Linked DNA regions of Macaca mulatta: region 1 is linked to region 2. A link is a contact called in public Hi-C data. All regions are on one chromosome and are shown on one strand. The core of a region is the stretch at or near the end of the contact, and the rest is flanking DNA. Distances in the headings are between cores, read along the strand shown.

Evidence for each region. A called contact is a pair of places that touch in the nucleus more often than the background predicts.
Region 1: a Hi-C map of fetal cortical plate shows a contact between it and region 2, with 1.7 times the contacts expected there. The contact joins the promoter of LRRC42 here to the promoter of TMEM59 in region 2. A contact is called at or near these places in 2 of 14 Hi-C or Micro-C datasets (cortical neurons and fetal cortical plate).

The regions. Positions count from the first base shown.
Region 1 is chr1:186,665,585-186,668,284 of T2T-MMU8v2.0, forward strand. It overlaps LRRC42 (leucine rich repeat containing 42), which reads right to left and starts at 1,326. Exons shown (of 8, transcript XM_001113152.5): 1 at 839-1,326. It also overlaps a transcript of IFT25 not described here.
Region 2 is chr1:186,557,748-186,560,447 of T2T-MMU8v2.0, forward strand. It overlaps TMEM59 (transmembrane protein 59), which reads left to right and starts at 1,251. Exons shown (of 8, transcript NM_001266204.1): 1 at 1,251-1,606. The coding sequence starts at 1,418. It overlaps TCEANC2 (transcription elongation factor A N-terminal and central domain containing 2), which reads right to left and starts at 993. Exons shown (of 5, transcript NM_001266853.1): 1 at 854-993; 2 at 100-243. The coding sequence starts at 201. LOC144333255 (a long non-coding RNA gene) reads right to left here. Exons shown (of 2, transcript XR_013401813.1): 2 at 1,402-2,700.

The DNA of each region.
Region 1 (2,700 bases), core at 76-2,575, 110 kb after region 2:
ATCCATACCTTTTCCTCTCTCAGGCTCCCTACTGCCCCCCAAGAACATGCCAATCTCTCCCACAATGTGACTCTTAACAACTCTAGCGCTTCTCACACCAAAAATCCTAACCCCACTCCCTTCGCTCACCTCAGCTCCCCTGCCCGCCTCAAGCCTCAGACCCTTCCAGCCCTTCCGTGCTCCTGCTGAAAGGTGGCTTGCTTGTTCCACAGACCCAACCCTTCCAACCTCCAATCTCCCAACCTCCACCTGCCTCCCTTTCTTTCCCCAACTCCTCCACCCCCACTCCTTCCCTCCACCATCTATTCTTCCCGTCTTCCCACTCTAGGGGCTTCCCTCTCCTAGGCCCCCAATCTCTCCAACCCTTTCCTTGCCTTCTGTTCTCAATCTTCAAGACCTTCTTCCTTCACGCCTATCCCTAACTTGGCATTCCACACCCCCAACTTTTCTTCCCTGTCCCCAAGACCCCACCCTCTCTATTCCTATCCTAGCTCTTTTCCTCCTTGAACCCCTAAAATCCCATTTCCTTTCCCCATTCCTTCTTCCCGCTCTCTCCCCACGCGTGCCTCTCCCCGAGTCCACCCAGGCTAATCCTGCTCCCTATCCCACCCCGGCCCCGAACCCCAATTCTCACACGTCCCCATAGCCTGCCCCCGCACCCCTACGCCACCCTTAAATCCATCGTCCACACCCATATACCTCATCCTCCCCTCAACCCGCGCCCCGCCGTCCCTCTCGGGCTTCCCCTCCCCCACCCCGCCGCTCCCTAACACCCCGCCCCCGCTCCCACACGCAACCCGGGGCCCCGCGAGCGGCCCGGCCCGCGGCCGCCACCTACCTGTGCCCCTGCCCGGGGCAGCGAGCGGCAGCTCCTCTGTGGCGGCTCCCTCCTCCCGCGGCGCGGCTGACGGGGAACGGCTCAGCACCCCGGGCACAAAGCTAGGGAGGGTGGGACACAGCGAGGGTGGGAGGAGGGAGAGGGCTGGGGGCAACCAGGCGCTGTGGGACCGCGGGACCGGCGGGGACGGGGGAAAGGCTGGGCCGGGGAGGCGCGCGTGCGCGGGCCCCGGCACGAAGGCGGGGCCGGGTCTAGAGGCGGGGCCGGGCCCCAGGCAGGCGACCCGAGGGCCGAGGGTTTGGAACTAGCAGAGGTGGGCCCTGCGCGTGCGTGCTCGCGGGAGGGCGGATCCCCTGGGTCCTGCGGGCCCCAGGGATACAGCTGAGCTGGGGGAGGGTAGGCAGCGCAAGTCCTGGGACTGCCCTGGGAAAGGCGCTCGGGAGTGGTTGCGCATCTTGGCCCGCGAAGTAATGGGAGCTGGAGAAGGCGGGGTCAAGGGCGGGCGGGGCCTGTGGGAGGCGTGGCGCGAAGAGCTAGGGGTAGGAGGGGCCGAGGCCGCGGCGAGGGGGCGGGGCTGAGGCGGGGTGGGGCCTGTGGGAGGCGTGGCGCGAAGAGCTCGGGGTAGGAGCGAGCGCGCCCGGGAACTCTGCGGAGGCCGCGGCGGCGCGGGGGGCGCGGCTGAGGGCAGGGCGGGCCTGTCGGAGTCGTGGCGCGAAGAGCTCGGGGTAGGAGCGCGCGCCCGGGAACTCCGCTGTGGTCGCGGCGAGGGGGCGGGGCTGAGGGTGAGACGGGGCTTGTGGGAGGCGTGGCGCGAAGATTTCGGAGTTGGAGCGCGCGCAGTCCCGAACTCCGCTGAGGCTGCGGCGAGGAGGCGGGGCTGTGGGTTGGGGCGCTCTGCGTGGGGCGGGGCGAAAGGGAGGTTTCGAGCCAGGAAGGTACGGCGCCCAGAACTAAGGGGAGTCCCAGGCGAGCGGGCCGCGGGGTGGGCAGGCTGGTACCAGGGGGTGTGGGGGCCTGGCCGGGCAAGGCAGAAGGAAGGGGATGCTGGTGGGAAGGGAGCAACAGTGGAGGGTGGTGAAAAGACGAGCAACGGGAGGCGTGGAAGGGCCGTCGCGGGAGGTCTGACGCGGACCCGCCTTCTCCTCTAGACCCTGGAGGCGCCAGTGCCAGGCCTCGAAGCTCTTTGAGGCCAGAAATAGCGTCTTGACCACCAAAAGGGAAAACCAATTGTAAATCGAAATTAATTAGCCTACCAAAATGTAAGCTGTCAGCCGCAACGTAAGCCATCTAGCTATGAATTGTACTTAAGGTCGGGGGCATTTATTATATTCTTTACATACTTTGGGGCGAGGCCTCCACAAGTCTGAGGCTCTAGGGCCCTCGGAAGTCTGTCTCCACAGGGCCTGGGACTGAGGAGGAGGGTTTGGGATGGAGGTGAGAAGGTGGTGCCAGGGCTGGTTTGTCTTGGAAGCGGTGGCCTTGTCCCCGCGGAGACAAGCCGTAGGCCAGGTCCGCGTTTTCTAAAGTACACCACGTTCCCAATGGATGGTACTTGAAAGAGCATGAGGAGTCCAGCTGTAGCACCAGAACCAAGGGGGCTGGTCAGGTTGAAGGTCCTCTAAGGACTTGACCTGAAGAGGTTTGGAGAAAGAAGGACCACAAAGGGCATGTGAGCTAGCGATGAAGGGGTGAACTGGGGACGAAACCAGTGGCCCTAATTTGAAAGACAGGATAAAGCATCAGGGAATTCCAGGGTCAGGGATTGTAAAAAATGGAAAGGATAGCACCCCAGAGTGTACCACCTTTGGTAAACTGCGGCCCTGAGGAAATTACCTTGTTCTGAAGGGGTGGGGGATTAGACT
Region 2 (2,700 bases), core at 1-2,500:
AACAAGAAATAATTCATAGGTCTTTTCACAACAGAACCTCTGGTACCACCTTGCTATCAGTCCTTTGCACATTTCCTCTAGCCCCAGATCCCCTCTCACCTTCAGAGATTCAATCGTGGCCTGCTTGTAAACCTTTCCTCCAGAATCTTTCTTCTGAGGGCTATTCTGGATTCTAGGCGTTCGAACGACGAATTTATCCATTGTTAGGGGCCTCCGACTACCTTGACGTGCTTGCAGCGTGTTCTGGTCAAGAAAGACGGTAGATTCTAAAACCTCACTAAAGACTGCCGTGATATTTGCTCCCCAAAGTAACACAATTGAGTTCTCTGGAAGAATTCATGAATTATGGGGACTCGAGTGGAATTGACAAGATTTCCTCCTGAGGAACTTCCTAAGAATTGAAACTGTAAACAATCATCAGCCTACGTCCTGGGTTAGGAGGTTCCTAGATTCCAGAAGTGCACGCTCTAGGGGGGATTCCAATATTGCGGGGATTGGCCCAATATTGGAATCCCACCTAGAGCGTGCACCTAAGCCCTCTTCCAATTAAGATTGGGCTGTGGAAGGGTTAGGATTACACTAGGCTCAATGCCGCCCTCTTAACAATCACCTCACCACAGCCACAATCCCAAGGGTTGCCCTGGTAATCAGCAACTGACAACTACCTCCAGAACACAGCAGGGAGTCTCACAATACGCAGCCATCCCCTGGAACAAACTGCTTGGTGGTCAGAGGACCCTACCCACGGCTGTAATCTCTGGATCCCCGAACAAGGAGAAACCCCATCCTCCTCGTTCTCAGCACTCAGGATCCCGGGTAGGGGCACCTAACAACGGCCTGGCGTGAGACCCACCAGGAAAAGCAGCCCTGGCAGCTGCTGTTGGCGCCCTCCAGACTGCAACCCCGTAGGCTCCCAAGCCCAGTCGTCTGTGTTGAAACTAAATAGACGCTTCCTCCCAGGGCTGTAGTTCCTCTGAAGAAACTCCGCCGGCCCTCGCGCCTCTGGCCCACAGCGAACCACATTCCCCAGAATGCACTACGAAGAAATGCGGGCAGAAGGCGCGCCGAGGGCGGCTGTAGTTTTCCGAGACCAACTTTCCCGACAGCACCGTGCGCCTCCCGCCTACGGAGAACTACATGCCCCAGCCTGCCCCGCGAAGGGAAGACAGGCGGACCCGCTTCGCGCTAATGCTCGCGATGGTTGAATTCCCCGCCTCACGCCCGCCTAGGAGAAGTTAGTAGTCCCAGAGGTGGGGCAGGAGGCGGCAGTTTCAGGCGGGTCAGGGCGGAGCTGAAGCGACGGCGGAGGCGGAAGCAACGGTCGGCGGGGCGGAGAAGGGGGCTGGCCCCAGGAGGAGGAGGAAACCCTTCAAAGAAAACAGCAACAAGCTGAGCTGCTGTGACAGAGGGGAACAAGATGGCGGCGCCGAAGGCGAGCCTCTGGGTCAGGACCCAACTGGGGCTGCCGCCGCTGCTGCTGCTGACCATGGCCTTGGCCGGAGGTTCGGGGACCGCTTCGGCTGAAGCATTTGACTCGGTCTTGGGTGATACAGCGTCTTGCCACCGGGCCTGTCAGTTGACCTACCCCTTGCACACCTACCCTAAGGTAGGGCCCGTCCGGAGCGGGCTGCGACCCTTCCCTGGCCGCCCATCTCTCGGCTCCCCACACTTATGTCGGCTCTGGCAACCTGGCTGTTCAATCCGCCTTTCAACCGCTGTCTCCCATCTGTGTAGCTCCTGTTTTCCTCCCTAATCCTGCCTGCACCCCAGTTCCTGCTGTCATTACCGGAAGTTTGTCCTGCACTACCCTGTGATAGGCTGAGGGACACAAAGATGAGAAAGACGCGATCCCTTTCCTCTGGGAGCTAGCCGGGCAGCAGGGGAGTCGAGCACTCAGAGGGAGGAGGATAGAGGAGGATATGGATGGTTAATGCAGGGTCCTCGCCTTAAGGAGCCTAAGGGGGGTTTGTAGAAAGGGAGGCGCAGATAAGCGAGTCCACAAATGATTGATTCATAACCTTTGTTTACTAAGCGCCTCTCGGGATCGGGAGCGTAGTCTTCAGGGAGTCAGACAAGTAGACAATTCCACTGAAGTATAAAAAGCGTCACGAAGGCGGCTCAAGGAGTAGCGAGACGCCCAGGAATGCTGTCTGCCTATGTTGAGTTACTGTGTCCAAGACGCTGCCAAGAGGGACTGGGTTAGAGAAGAGGCAGTTAGGTGTCTGCCTACCAGAAACTGACCACTCAGTGCAGGAAACGGGGGATTCGTGGAGTGGGTAAAGAAACGAGACTGTAGACAGGAGAGGGTTCGCAGCTTACGGAGAGGTAATGGCCTCCTCTCTATGCTTCCCCCCTTTTTAAGTACATACCTAACCCTCTTCACGTTGGTTTTTCAGCGTAAGATCTCTGTTTACTCAACATTCTAAATTGTTTGATGATTCCCACCACACGTTTCCCATGTATGATTTGAGTGTATGCCTTCCCCCACGTTGTTTTATGAGAGCTTTTGTTGATGTTACTGGTGGTTTCCTCTTCGTTTTTCCTTCATCTCCTGTATGCTATTTGCTTAACCATTGTGGCTAGACCTCCTTGCTCTCTAAAACTGGAGTGGCTACGGAGACAGTTCCAGTGAAGCTTAGGATGTTCCATATTGGCGAGTGCTTTCAGGTCTTTGAAATGAAAAGTTCTAAGTGCCGGCAC